Linked DNA regions of Mus musculus: regions 2, 3 and 4 are each linked to region 1. A link is a contact called in public HiChIP or PLAC-seq data. All regions are on one chromosome and are shown on one strand. Each heading gives the region's core, a stretch centred on a gene start, on an enhancer-like site or on the middle of the called end of the contact. The rest is flanking DNA. Distances are from core to core; before and after follow the strand shown. Region 1 holds the start of Gpx8 (glutathione peroxidase 8 (putative)). Region 2 holds the start of Cspg4b (chondroitin sulfate proteoglycan 4B). Region 3 has its middle 16 kb from the start of Gm41069. Region 4 holds the start of Esm1 (endothelial cell-specific molecule 1).

What was found. HiChIP or PLAC-seq counts read pairs in DNA pulled down with a chosen protein or histone mark.
Region 2: an H3K4me3 HiChIP or PLAC-seq map of embryonic stem cells shows a contact between it and region 1, with 3 times the contacts expected there. The contact joins the promoter of Cspg4b here to the promoter of Gpx8 in region 1. A contact is called at or near these places in 5 of 115 datasets of contacts at active chromatin or transcription factors (embryonic stem cells, pancreatic cancer cells and stem cell-derived neural progenitor cells) and 1 of 9 other capture datasets (embryonic stem cells).
Region 3: an H3K27ac HiChIP or PLAC-seq map of microglia shows a contact between it and region 1, with 4 times the contacts expected there. The contact joins the enhancer-like site here to the promoter of Gpx8 in region 1. A contact is called at or near these places in 20 of 39 promoter capture datasets (the 3T3-L1 cell line, 3T3-L1-derived adipocytes, the C10 cell line and 10 more), 4 of 15 datasets of contacts at CTCF or cohesin (CD8 T cells, the NIH/3T3 cell line and embryonic stem cells), 90 of 484 Hi-C or Micro-C datasets (B cells, the C2C12 cell line, the C3H10T1/2 cell line and 45 more), 25 of 115 datasets of contacts at active chromatin or transcription factors (CD8 T cells, the NIH/3T3 cell line, bone marrow-derived dendritic cells and 14 more) and 3 of 9 other capture datasets (adipose tissue, embryonic stem cells and pancreatic islet).
Region 4: an H3K4me3 HiChIP or PLAC-seq map of the SCID.adh cell line shows a contact between it and region 1, with 6 times the contacts expected there. The contact joins the promoter of Esm1 here to the promoter of Gpx8 in region 1. A contact is called at or near these places in 11 of 39 promoter capture datasets (the 3T3-L1 cell line, 3T3-L1-derived adipocytes, cranial neural crest and 6 more), 1 of 15 datasets of contacts at CTCF or cohesin (CD8 T cells), 7 of 484 Hi-C or Micro-C datasets (the C2C12 cell line, LSK cells, adipose-derived mesenchymal stem cells and 4 more), 10 of 115 datasets of contacts at active chromatin or transcription factors (CD8 T cells, the SCID.adh cell line, T-cell acute lymphoblastic leukemia and 5 more) and 3 of 9 other capture datasets (adipose tissue, embryonic stem cells and pancreatic islet).

Annotation. Positions count from the first base shown.
Region 1 is chr13:113,044,644-113,048,147 of GRCm38.p6, forward strand. Gpx8 (glutathione peroxidase 8 (putative)) reads right to left here and starts at 1,745. Exons shown (of 3, transcript NM_027127.2): 1 at 1,529-1,745; 2 at 789-1,050. The coding sequence starts at 1,732. The region is part of intron 2 of Cdc20b (cell division cycle 20B); the gene reads left to right.
Region 2 is chr13:113,291,424-113,294,927 of GRCm38.p6, forward strand. Cspg4b (chondroitin sulfate proteoglycan 4B) reads left to right here and starts at 1,747. Exons shown (of 10, transcript NM_001378698.1): 1 at 1,747-1,911. The coding sequence starts at 1,833.
Region 3 is chr13:113,240,348-113,243,851 of GRCm38.p6, forward strand. No RefSeq gene overlaps it. Among named protein-coding and RNA genes, the nearest start is that of Gm41069, 16 kb to the left of the region's middle. Within about 2 kb of position 1,689, at least 43 of the 459 cell types and tissues checked have an H3K27ac peak or open chromatin away from gene starts, as enhancers often do. A contact at or near this core is called in CD8 T cells, ECoMG-derived neutrophils, bone marrow-derived macrophages and 4 more, where this site is marked.
Region 4 is chr13:113,207,834-113,211,337 of GRCm38.p6, forward strand. Esm1 (endothelial cell-specific molecule 1) reads left to right here and starts at 1,826. Exons shown (of 3, transcript NM_023612.3): 1 at 1,826-2,310. The coding sequence starts at 2,010. The region is part of intron 2 of Gm41069 (a long non-coding RNA gene); the gene reads right to left.

The sequences.
Region 1 (3,504 bases), core at 495-2,994:
TCCCCCCCTTCCCCCCCCCCCCCCCCCCCCGCTCCCAGTAAGAGCTGTAGAGCTGTAGAGCTATAGTGTTTGACAGAGTTCTTGTTAGATTTTACTTGGATGCTTTGCTCAAGAAAGAGTTCCTGTCCTACCTTTTCTGTATACCCCAGAAATAAAAGCCACAGGGTTCCTGTTCATTGTCTTACAAGTGCTTTAGCTTGCTTTAAATAGATGGCCGTGGAAATAGATTCCCGTGGCTACTTTAATTATAGAGGAACCCTCACATGACTGGGTTTTGAAAATAAGTTATTTTGCTTTGGATCTCTGCAAAACCCTGGCAAACTGACAGGTCAACCTTGAGGATAATGACTCAGATAAAGAGGCCACCATAAAAGTAAGCATAAAGACATACTCAGTTAATGATGTGCTGCCATCAGGTATCCCTGAAGTGTGCAGCATTAGTACAAGGCAGGGAGACTGCCCCAAAGGGCAGTTAGATTACTGGAGAGTTGAAGTATCTGGGAAAGCAGGCATGGCCACGCTTCACATTAGGCCTTCACCATGATGGTCACAGGAGTAAAAACATATCAAAGTAGAATTCTTTACCATCCCAGAAGTCAGAACATCGAGTTAGAAAGTGGCAAAGGGCGAGGTTCTGGATCCTTGACAGTTTTATGAAAACTTCCCAGTAAAATAAACGAAATATGAGCTCTAGCCCTAAAAGTATCTATTTATCTTTCTCTATATCATTCATATGTAATGTATGAAATGAGAAGAATGAACAACATTGAGGCAGAGTAGATATTTACCAACAATAAATCTAAACGCAGGTTCTGCTTCCGGCCCTAAAATCTTAATCTTGTGGAAGATGGGGAATGTGACTCCGTAGTTCTGTCTCGCAAAAGATTCTACCTCCTTGCTGGACTTGGGCTCCGATTCTCCAAACTGATTGCACGGAAAAGCCAGGACGTTGAAGTGATAGGGCCCGAACTCCTTGTGTAGCTCCCTGAGAGTCTGGTAACTCTTGTCTGTGAAGCGGCAGTCACTAGCCACGTTTACAACCAGGGAAGCCTCCCGGAAAAAGAAAAAAAGAAAAAAAAAAGACCCACCGGAAAGAGAAGCAAAAGATTAAAAAAAAAATCTTCATACAGCTAAAATCCTAAGCCATTTTGGCAGACTACGAAGTCTGATAGATTCCATATTTTTAGACAGATCCAACTTTATTGAAAACCATAACCCAAATGAATGGTCGAAGACTGTGACAAAGTTTTAGTTAGGTTATGTAAAGAACACTCTTAGTAGCGGGTCTCAAAGCATCTCCTAGATAATACAGCATCGTTTCCTCACAAAAGAGAAGACAGCTTTCGAGAAAAACAGTTGCTTTGTGGAGTGGAAGTTTAAAGCTCTTAGAATTCTGATAACTAAAAGGACCACTAACGATATTACTTTGAAGACTACATTCCAACTTATGGCTGTGCCGAACCCCACTCTATGCTGAGAATAAGTGTCAGGGCCAAGGAACAACAGAAATAAAAGCCGGAAGACTTACTTTGCCTTTGAACTTTTCCAGAGACACGGTCCTTCCTTTGGCATCCTTTACTTCAAAGGAGTAGAAGCTGTTGGTTCTCGGCTTCAGGAATTTTAACTGAAGGAGAAAAAGCATCACGGTGCACAGAACCATAGAGAGCAAAACTGCAAATATCTTTGCTTTGGGCCCGGAACATTTTAATGGGTAGGCAGCGAAAGGCTCCATTTTGGACGATCCTGGGAGTCTCAGCAGGCTGGAATGCAAGGCGGGGCTGAAACTTGAAACCCGCCGAGCTTAAGGAGAGCCGGAAGGGGTTACAGACCCTTCGGCTGCTGAAGAGCAGGAGGACCCTTCCCAGAAGAATCAAACGAAGTCAGAAAATCAAAAAAAAAAAAAAATTGTTAACGTGGCTGCACTTTAACTTTTTTTTTTTTTTTGATAGAAGAATTCTATCGTTTTAGTAGATCCTTAAGACGCCCCCTTCTACGAAAACGTTTTACCAGAAGGTGGTGCTCTTGTAACTTGGAAATGAGTGGTCATCGGGCTGCTCAGCATCCCGTGTGTTCACTGAGCAATAGATTGGCTGTGGAGGACTGAATAACACCCAGAAATGGCTTAGAGTGTAGATTAATGTGGTCTGTTAATATGACGTGTGACCACAAAGAACTTAAAGGTTTTATGTATTTATTGACGTACTATATGAATATAGAGAATATTTATAATAGAGCAACGAAGGCTGGAAAAGATCATCCTATTTATTCTGACGTCATCTAGTGAAGGCAACCAGATGCCAGGAGAAGACAGCAAAAATAGAAAGCCATAAAGGCATAACACCCATTCTCTATTAGAAACCATAGCAGCTATTGTCTTCTTCAATTTTGTCTTTGTCACTGGTGAGATAGTTTACAACATAACATGCACACACACACACACACACACACACACTCACACACACAGAGGCACACATTCACAGGCACACAACTCACATACACAGATACACACACACAGACATCCACACACAGGCACACATATGCAGATACACACAGGTATACATATGAACACACAGGCACAGACATAGGCACATACACACAGGTATACACACATATACATAGGCACACACCCAGATACACCCATATACACATATCCCCATACATACACATATATACACACATTCCCCCCACATATGCACCCTCACACACATAGCCCCTCATATACATATACATACACATACATATACATACACATATATACAATACACACTATAGATATGCCCACATGCATACACACGCACATATATCCCACTGATAAATTTCATGAAATGGTTCTTTACCCACTCTGTAGTCCTGACCATTGCACTTCTGAGACAGCATGGTTCTGACCTATGAAAATGACTCATGGATTCCAAACTGTAGATGAAAAAATCCTGGGCTCTGTATTAAAGCACAACCCTTGCAGCAGAATTCAAATATTTAAATAGCAGAATTCAAGCACAAGCCCCAAATGAAATCCGCAAACCCACATCTGTGCGGACACACTCATTAGCTGCTGTATCTTTCATCTCTTTTCTCTTTGGCTATAGCTCACTACCCAGGGCCTTTGCTCTGAAGAGCATAGTTACTGGGGGTGGACACTGGAGGCAGCTGAGGGCTGCATATCCCCAGCCTCCTTAGGATTTGCCCTGTTTACCACACAGGAAATTCTGGACTAACATGACATCCACTTGGTGGCACTGCACATTTCTAGGAGGTCTAGACGCTGGCTTTCTCTTGCTCCTGGTGCTTTTGAGCACCTGTCCCCAGCTTCTGTTGTGTGTGGGGTTGGGTGTAGTTGAGCAAAGGTAGTTTAGGCTTGAAGTTAGGTAAGAGGATTCAATGGTAGTGTGTACTGGTAATCCCAGCACTGTGGCAGCTGAGGTAGGGGGATCATGGTTCTGTCTCCAGTCAGGGTTACACACAGAGAGCCGGTCTCAAAAATAAAAACAAGAAAAACAAAAAATT
Region 2 (3,504 bases), core at 497-2,996, 250 kb after region 1:
ACAAAAGACCCATGTGTTCTCAGCTGGTTGCACTCTTGGCATTGAATCATAAGAGGTTAATCCACTGATCATTTTACAGCAATGGGCTCTTAGAATGTGGGGTCCCAGGGGAAGGAAGTAGGTCAGTGGGAGTGTCTTTGAAGATATATTTTTATCTTTGGACTCTGCTGTGCTCTCTGCTCCCTGGTCGCCATGAGGGAAACACCTCTCTCTACCCTGCCTCTCCACCATCATTTTCTGCTACACTTGAGGCCTAAAATGGGGAGAAAGCAGCTGACCTGGGACTGAAACCACCAAAGCTGTGAGCCAAATCAGCCAACTCTCCTATAAGTTGTTTTTGTCAGATGACTTGTCACTGTGACAGGCCACCAAACAGGCCACCAATATACACACCAGCACATTACCATGCTTGGGCTCACACTGACAGGTTGCTTTTGGTAATAAGTTAAGTATGGAACTTAACTCCAGGGAGATTCGGTTAAAAGTGGACGTGAATGGTTTATGCAAAAACGTCCGTGAAATGATTAAGGAACAGTTGGTTTCAGGGCTGGCTCATGGAGGTAGTAGACCCCAGGTGGAGCTACAACCTTTTTCTAGGTCCTGTCTTCTTTTTGTGCGCTAGCTTATTAGAAAAGTCAGAGCCATTCATAGTTTCTCTGCCTCCCACTCCGGAGAGTTGCAGGCCCTCTTCCTTAGATGCATTCAGTGGAAATCTTCAGATTGGAAACTGCCTGGCCCTGCTCCAGTCACGAGTACCCACCCCAGCCCATCACGTGACAGAGAGGGGGTTCTTAGAAGTGGATGCCAACTCCTAATTCCCACACATGGTGAGGCAGGCAGAGAGTACAGTTTCTCTAAAGGAGGGCGAGGTTCCCAGGATCATGGAAGGCTGCTGGGTGGACGAAACGTATTCTTTTTAGAAGTGGAACAGAGGCCTCACAGATTTTCGGCTGCAGAAAAGGTCAAAATGTGATTCTTTGCTTTAAAAAGCACTTTATTAAAGAACCAAGAATGGAACGGGTGGGAAATGAAGTCATCCTTGGTTTTGCTAAGAACAAAGCAGGACTAACATTGACTATCCTGGTAGCTGGAGAGCTGCCATTTTGACCACCCCGAGCATCGCAAAATGTAGCCCAGGGAAGCTGGTTTTAGAGAGCCCTGGAATCGTCTGGTCCAACCATCTCCTTGGACTCTACTTGTGTGGGGGTGTCTCCTCCCTGTGACTTGTAATCATGGCTCCCAAGGTAAGACGTGATATCGACACATAAAATCTTAGACCTTATTCTGACAGGCAGTTGCTCCAGAAATTCAAAGGTTTAACTCGGACTGAGCTTTAAAAAAAATCTAAAAGTAAGGCTCACATTTGCAAAGAAATGACAGGCTACTTCTTTCCTACCGTGTTCTGCTCATCCAACACACATTCACAAACATTACACAGAAGGCCCGCTTTAGGATAAGGCTGAGAAAAACCCACTGTCCCCCTGGGATGTGCTGTGGTCATAGGGACAGGTTGTTTCAAGGCCAGCCTAGGTCCTGCCCTTCTATCCCCTCAGCCTGCTGCCCGGAGCTCCCCGTTCCACCCAGGGACACTAAACTTCAAATCTGCAAGCAGGGGAGGGGACCACCGACTCCCTGTCCTGTTTGTAGCCTGCACTGCCTTGGAGCCTTCGATCTAGCTGGCTCTGATCCCGCGCAACAGCTGCAGGTCGCAGAAGTGCCCCGCCCCGTCGTGTCGCGCGGGGCGCCGCCTCTCTCCAGGCTTTGGGGCGCGCAGGCGGGTCGCGGGCCGCGCAGGTAGAGCTCGGCGCGGGCCCCGGAGACGGCGCGGCGGGATGGGGCGGCCCGGGGCCTGCGGCCTCCTGTTGCTCACCGCCTTTCTGGGGCTCTGCGGGCCGCGCGGGGGGCTCGGAGGTACGCGCCCCAACTTCCCTTCCCCGCCCGAGGCGGGCCGAGCCAAGCGGCGCTACGCGGAGAGGGTGGGCGGCCGGTAGGAGTGTGGGTCGGGTCCGGTCCGGTCGAGTCGGAGGCTGGGCGAGCAGGGCGCGCGGCCCTCGGTCCCTCAGGCCCCCAGGCGCGATCAGGCCCCTTGTCCCCAAGCTGGGCAGAGGGGAGGACGCGACGCGGCCCTGCTCACAGGCTTGCTGGCGGCCGACCCCTTCCAACTCCCAGCCCCAGCCTGTGCCCCACCTCCTCCCGGTGTACTGAGTTTTAAGGTCGGCCACCCGACCAGCAGAATGGCCGACTCCTGCGGGCAGCCCGGCTGCATCTTTTCAGTTTGGGTCTGGAGCTCTTTGGTCTCACGTGAAATGCAGTGAGTGGGGGACCTTCTGTTCACCTGGGCTAGTCTTTGACCCCTGGTTTCTTGTCCCTGCACCGTAGGGAACCTTAACTTTTCTGAGCTCAAATACTTAGTGTTTTATTCCCCCCCCCCCCCTTGGCTTTTTGCCTCCCTCCAGATTACTAAACACGTGGTTCTTTGGACTTTTATGAGCTCCACTTCCTAGGCCTTCCCAACATCAATTCAAAAATGACTTCCAGGTGACTTTGTTTTTAAACGGGAAAAGAAATTCTAAATCACACGTGTTGCATGTGCATAGTATTTAGATGAAATTCTCAGGATTTAAATTCATTTTCAGAGTGGCCGAACAGCATCGCTGCTTGCATGATCATTGCGTGATGACGTCATTTGGCCTCTTTGGAGTCCAAGGGCCTTCTAGGTTCTTGAAGATGCCTCACCCTTCCACTTCTTCAGGCTGCTCGGAAAAGCTCTACTCCTTCTTTATCCTCCTTCATATTTCCTAGGTCCTCATCTGCAGGCTGCCTTGCCCCTTCATGACTGATTCCAAGGGTGGGTGTGGCAAAGGGTCGGAGGAGGCTTGTTGGCTGCTGTGACTGACTGAAGGAACAGGTGTTGAGTCTAAGAGGAGAGACTCCAAAGGGCAGTGAATGGACTTTGGAAGAAAAACCCACATGGCTTCAGACAGGGGGCCAGTAATAGTATGGGGGCAAAGAGAAGTTTACGGATTAAGAGTCAGTGAGGGAGAACTTCAAACCCAAGGGCTATATTCTGTTCTCAGTTACTACTCTGGGCCTCTGTAAATTTACTACGATAATAACATCTTCCACGAGGCTTAACTAAAACAACTGCTTAGCAGCCAAAGAATGGTCAATAAACACCCATTTCCTGCCTTTCCTATCCATTATGTCCGCAGTTAGTGGGGTAGGAGACAGTAGGGCACAATATTCCCTAAGGTTAGGAGTGTGGCTTCTTTGTTGAATTAAGAATCCCGCAGCACGCGCTGTAACATGTATGTTCTTCAAGCTGTCAGGACAGCAGGACAAATATTGTAAGCCCAAATCTTTCGAAATCTACTTTGTGATGCCTGGGAGAATAGTTTAATTGTTATTCTTTGATTTTATGTGTATGGGCTATAGGGAGAAGAGGAAGCCCTGGGCTTCCTCATGTCAAAGATCCCAGAGCCTCAGATCCATGCAGGAATGGCA
Region 3 (3,504 bases), core at 439-2,938, 200 kb after region 1:
CCGTGTACCTTGGTGGTTTACTCCAGGCTGGGCAAAAGCTTTCATAATTTTCAGTGTTGTATACACATTTAAAGTTTCCCTCAGAGTCAGGAAAATTGAGAGCACGGGTAACAGCCAGGGACTGAAGCTTAAGCGAAGGATTGCAGTTCAGACAAACGATTGGAGCATTTCCTTCTGTAACTCTCTTGTTCTGGGGAAGAGATAACTTGCTTGTCCATTCGGGCACGGACATGCTTTGATTTCAAGAGTGTCACCATTCCTACCAGGAAACTGAATGTAAGTAAATTGTACTTCTATGTATTCAAATATACTATTAAGTTGGACACCCTTACTCAAACAATTAGTTTTGTAAATAGAAGACTGAGCCAAAGCTCAGTATATAAGGATATCTTTCCCCCAGAGTCTTCTAACACTCTCTGGACTTCAGCAGACATGTACTTACGGTTTGGACTGTTGACAAGAGACTAGGAAGTCCCAGTGCTAACAGCCTGTTCTCAAATCCTCTCCTGTCCCCATTGCTTAGAGCAGGGATCTCACCCTTACCCCAAATGTTGTGCTACCATGTTTATCACAGCAGTTACAGGTGTGTGGAGATGGTGATCCCGTGACCTCTTTTTTTTTAAAGATTTATTTATCTTATTTATATGAGCACACTGTAGCTGTCTTCAGACACACAAGAAGAGGGCACCAGGCCAGGCAGTGGTGGCGCACGCCTTTAATCCCAGCACTTGGGAGGCAGAGGCAGGTGGATCTCTGAGTTCAAGGCCAGCCTGGTCTACAGAGTGAGTTCCAGGACAGCCAGAGCTACACAGAGAAACCCTGTCTCGAAAGATCCCATTATAGATGGTTGTGAACCATCATGCAGATCATGCAGTTGCTGGGAATTGAACTCAGGACCTCTGGAGGAGCAGTTGGTGCTCTTAACCACTGAGCCACCACTCCAGCCCTCCCTTGAGCTTCTCTGCAGCTTCTGTCAAAGGCAGCCTCACCTGTCTACACACTGTGCTGTACAAACATTTGTTCTCTGTATGTGCCACAGCAGGGGAAAAGGAGACCATTAACAAGGTCATGAGGTTAATTATCAAGGTTTAATTAAATTCCAGGTGTGTCCCCTGTTTGACATTGAGACAACATATTAGTGTTGTCATGCACAAAGTCCACACTTAAGAATCAAACAATTACAGCCCCATGCACGGTGGTGCAAGCCTATAGTCCCAGCAGGTGGGAAACAGAGGCAGGCAGATCTCTGTAAGTTTGAGGCCACCCTGGTCTACAAAGCAAGTCTAGGACACTCAGGGCTTGTTATACAGAGAAACATTGCCTTGAAAAACAAACAAACAAACAAACACACAAACAAACACACAACAAAACAATCAATTTAGTCAAGCCCCCAAAATTGCTCTTTCCAGATAGATCTCCTAATGTTATAAGTATGTTTACGGTTTATGTTGGGCAGCGTTCCTAGCCCTGAGTTCCGTGGAGCCTGTGGCCCACAGGCAGCACATGTCTGTCTGCACTGGCCTTTGAAACTTTTGTCAGCTTGCTCATGCCCTCTGCTTCCAGACTGATCTTCTAGTGCTCTACAATCTCAGGGCTATACTACACAGGGACTCCCCTCCCTCCCTTTCTCTCCCTTCCTCCTTCCTTTGTTCACATGGTGCTCTATCTCCCTGTCTCTGTCTCTGTCCCTCCCCCCTCTCTCCCTCCCTTCTCCTTTCCTTTTCCCTCCCTCCCTTTCTCTCCCTTCCTCTTTCCCTTGTTCACATGGTGCTCTATCTCCCTGTCTCTGTCTCTGTCTCTGTCTCTGTCTCTGTCTCTGTCTCTGTCTCTCTCTCTCTCTCTCTCTCTCTCTCTCTCTCTCTCTCTCTCTCTGTACGACCTACACATACACTCTTTGGATCAGTCCAGTGACTGCCTTGGCCTCCTTTGCTTTCCCAGCATCTTGTGACTCTGCAAAACAAAAGCTTCCACTTCCGCTTCCTCCTTGACACTGTCTGCCGCTGAAGCACTCTCCTTCCTGTGCACTCACAAGACATTTGCCACGTTTGCTTGTTACCTTCCCAGCCATTTGCCACATTCTGCCTCTGATGTTAGTTATTAGTGAGCGGTGGCCGTTTGGTTTATCTGTTTCCCTGCTCATTGGATGCAAATACAAAGGGGATAAAATTAGCACTCTTAATATTATACATCTACCATGTGCCAGGGCTTTGGGGGGGGAGGGGGGCTCTGTAAGTCTGACAGTGTGCAGTCTTCACAGTGTCCTCTGTGTGAGAGAAGCATGTTGTAGATGGAGAAGCTGAGGAACAACTAGGCTGGCTGCCTCTAGGCTAGGGAGTTTAATAAAGGAAGAGAGAAACTGCAGAGCAAAGTCCTGCTGGGTGGCTCTGCTGCTGGGCCTAGTGCTCACCCCATGCCTAGATCTAAGCCTGGAAGGGAGTGGGTGGAGCTTGGTGGAAGCCTGGTTTGTGATTTTGCTTCATGCACTGCTTCAGGTGATGGTAAAACCTTGGCAAGAGATCTGATCCACGGACATGAAAATCCTTCTCAGCAGAGAACGCCTCTCCCTAGAATCAAACCTAAGGCGTCCCAGGAACAAAGTGGGTAGATGGAAGCTATCTTTTCTTTGCTTGAAAAAGAATCTTCAGTTTAATACCAGGACCACATGTCTATAAATTAAAAAGATACTCTTTGGCTAAGTGCATGCCCTCCGCTCTTCCTACTCAGGCACTGTTTATCTTGTAATGGTTACATTCTGTTACTGTGCCTTGAGCAAAGGTTTGAAGGCAGTACTTAGATTAAATTAAGTCAGTCATTAATTTAACGGGGCAACTTTTTTAGCTACCGTGCCTTAGGTGGAGGGGCTGGTGGGGGTAGGGGGAGGTAACACAATATTTAAGAGGTAACAATATTTAATTTGCTGTATAAGCAAAAAGTGATGTCAAAATCATCTGAACATAAACAGAATTTTCAAGTTATTAAAAATGATTGTATCTAATATCTATGCCTGCGTGTTTGTGTTTGTGTTTGTGTGTGTGCATGAGTGTGCCAAAGGAGGTCAGAGGACATCTTCCAAGAGTCAGTTTTCCCTGTCACCCATGGCTCTGGTGATCCAACTGAGGATTATCAGACATATGAACCAAGTGCTTTTAACCTGCCAGTTTCCTGGCCCAGTCAATAGAATCTTTGCACAACCGACTCTCTTATACTTATATATATGGTGTCCAACTCAACTTGCAACTGCTTGACATTTTAAAGGAAAGGAGACGGAGAAAGAGAAGGAACGAAACACTGTTAACCTGTCTAAGTCGGCACAGTCCCTGAGGGACGTGCTAACAAATCATCAAACTGGTTTATGCTCTTTATTCAGAATGAAACTTGAGGGCGGGAGATGAAAAGAGGAGCGATCAGGTCCAAGAGAGTTCCTAGCACTGTAGCAAACAGAAACCGAGAGGTCTGCAAATGTGAACTTTTAGCTGCAACTTTCATTAATAAATAATCACCTGG
Region 4 (3,504 bases), core at 576-3,075, 160 kb after region 1:
CAGAGGCTTTCTAACAAAACAAAAATCAATCAATCAAATAAACAAACCAAAAAGTAGAATTTGGGAGGCATTGGGGAGATGAGGGATAGATTTGTGAGGAGTTACATGGGGGAATAAGGGGTGAATTAATAAAGTTTTTTTTTAAAGATTGGGCAATCAAAGGATTTAATATGATCAAAGTATATCACGTGTATGGGAATGTCAAAATGGATTACTTTGTGTAATTAACTACATAGTGAATGGTTTTATATAATTAATATATCCACAAAGGATAGCACTAGGCACATGCCATGTACAGAGTAGACTTTAAAATTATCACAAACTACGAAGGTCCCACCTGCTGAGTATGTTTGCTCCTGGAGAGAGGAGTACAGAATATTTCAGGTTAGAGTGTCATGAAATTGGGAGCTAATGTCTTGCCTTCGTTTCCCACTTCCCCAAAATGTACCCTGGCAAAGCCTAAAGACCATGTCACATCCAGTAGCTTGGATGCGTCAGCCTTTAGAGGCCTCAAGGCTTTCAGAGGTCAAACACTCTAAAGCCATGAGCTCTCAACAGAAGACGAGGAGTTCTGTGGATGCACCACAGTCAGTTTGTGACAGACAGGAGTTACCCGCTTCGCTGGGTCATTTCTTTACCAGTCGGTAGTGACTTTATCTTTTTGTTGACAAATTGGGTTGGGAGCTAAAAATGGAACACAGCATTAGTGTGAGGACTTTTCTGTCTGCTCTGACATCTAGCATCCCCTTGTTGCACAAGCCTGGCTACACAAGGTCCTGGGCCAGCCAATACTTTGAGAGGACTATTGTTTTCCTTGGTGGGGCCACACTGTGTCCCTCCATAGCATGAAGACCTTGTTTCCTGGTGGGTAATGTTTTTCCTTCCCCATGACTTGCCTTTCTGGAGCTGTGTTCCGATTTCCCTGCTGGCTCACTTGTTTCTTTGGGCTTACTGCCTTGTTTGGGAAGTTTGAAGCAAGAGCTCCGATAGATGCCAGGAGGTGAGAGGAAGGACCGGGTGGATGCAGTCATTGGACACACAGACTTGGTGATGGATGAGCCTTCTCGCCAGGGGGTTTGGGTCAGGAGCAGTCCAACTGACAAGTTTTTCCAGAACTGAGTAATTCAGTAACAATGCCGGGACAACCTTCTCTCTCTCTCTCTCTCTCTCTCTCTCTCTCTCTCTCTCTCTATTGATTAAAAAAAAATGCTAAGCTGTAGCATATCTGACTAAACACAGCAACAGCAAGGACAGACTTGAACATGGATAGCATAAATACTTTAGAGATAACAACAGAGGAGGAACTTGTGAGGAAGGAAGAAGTCTTTAAAAGGCTTCTATCCAAATATTTTCCTTCTTCTAAGTCTTGAAAAAACACAATATATAACTATTTCTTCTTCCAAATGATCTCATAGCTATTTATTGAGGAAAATGCCAAATTATTATTATTATTATTATTATTATTATTATTATTATTATTACTATTATTATCATCATCATTTACTTGATAGATGCTTCTGGCTTGATTTATGTCTATGTCAGTCTCCTCCGTGCTAAGGGACTCTGAGACAAAGCTACATCCTAAGTGTTATGTTGGTGTCAGAGCAATTCCTGTGCAGTAGGGGGCTATGCTATGCAACCTTCGTTATTCCCCCTTCTCAGATGTCCTTGAGTCTTTGAGACGGATGTGAGCAGAGTTTTTCAGCCCTCATGCAAAACAACCATCTAAACATAACAGATGACATCAGCTTGGGCTTTTCAATTCCTGGATGGCAGCAGCGTGTTAATCCAGCCTTCATCCTGGATTTCATAAACTAAAACAAGAGAGGCTGGCAAGAGCACAGCGCTGCTGCTGGGTTGAGGAAATTGATGACGGGGAAGCATGCGGGCAACACAGTGTATAAAACTCATAACCGTGTAGGCTGAAGCTCAGCTACTACTTTGGACGGCTGCTTCCCTCCAGCAAAGACCACGACGGCAGGGAGCTGAGCAGGAGCCAGCTGCGAGACATGAAGAGCCTCTTGCTGCTGACCACACTCCTGGTACCTCTGCACCTGGGCATGGCCTGGAGCGCCAAATATGCGGTGGATTGCCCGGAACATTGTGACAAAACTGAGTGCAGAAGCAGCCTGCGTTGCAAGAGGACAGTGCTGGATGACTGTGGCTGCTGCCAGGTGTGCGCCGCGGGACCTGGAGAAACCTGCTACCGTACAGTCTCAGGCATGGACGGGGTCAAGTGTGGTCCGGGGCTGAAGTGTCACTTTTACAGCGAGGAGGATGATTTTGGTGACGAGTTTGGTATCTGCAAAGGTAAAGAGCGACTCTTTGCTTCCCACCGTGCAGGGCTCCCGGAGGGTATTTAGTCAGCCTGAGGAGGTGCGTGTTCCTTCCTCTGAACAACCAGGGAGGATGCTTGGATGCAGGTGGTGTGCTTGATAGAGAGAAAAAGGATATCTGCCGGGAGGTTTGGAAAGCAGCGTGCAGAAGTCACAAGGGCTGCAGCATCCCGTTCACTGCATGCATTCAGATTTGAGAAGGGAAGTTGCAGTTGGTAGCTTGTGTGTCTTCTTTTTCTGAGAGGCTTTAGAAATCTGACAGGTAGCCTGTTACAAATGCTTAAGGTGTCTGTTCCCCTGGAAGCCAATGATTCCAGAGGTCCTCCTGAGATAACCTCTTAAAGCTGTTTCTAGCTCCCCAGATTTCACCAGCCTTTGATCTTGAAAGAGTTCACCGGGAGGAGTGCCTTACTCAGGCTCAAGTATTTCTGATGAGCACTAATGTGCTTTATGGCATAAGGTGGGCTTAAGTCAGGCAACAAAATAACTCATGCTCTTGCAAGAGGGTCCCCTGAAGTATAAAATAAGCCTAGCTTAACTTTTAAAATGTTTCTGTTAGGCAGAAAGTAGCAGATGTTGTAAGACAAGCAGAAATAATAGTAACCTAAAAGTCTGTTTTTTTTAAAAAAGGTGACTCTTTTATAGATTTAAAGAAAAGAAGTGAAATTATAATTAAGACAGAAACCAGAGCTAAATGATGCCTTGATTTGTCTGTGGAATTTATTTTCAAACCTAGTGACTAAATTAATATTTTTAAATGAATAAAAATAAAAGAAAAGGTTATTTAAAAGTCTGCATACATAGATGCTATATAATCTTATCACAATATGCTATCATGGTTAAAAAAAAAAAAAAAAAAAAAACAGCGTGCTCATTCCTGTATCCAGTTGTGTAATACAAAGAAGCTGCCGAAATCGGAAAGCCAAGTTCTGAGAAATTTCTAAATAACTCAGATTCAATACAAGTGCAACCCTTCCTGGATGACATTCTTCTAGTATTAAGATAAGCTCACCAATTCTCATTTTAGAAAACAGTTCATAAATTAGTGATCTTTTAGCCTGCAAAACCAGCGAAAGGCTCAGACATAAATTCTAGAAACATTTTGGAGATGCTATTCTTTGCGTAGATTTTTTTTTTTTTTTTTTTTTTTTTTTGATTAAGACCAACA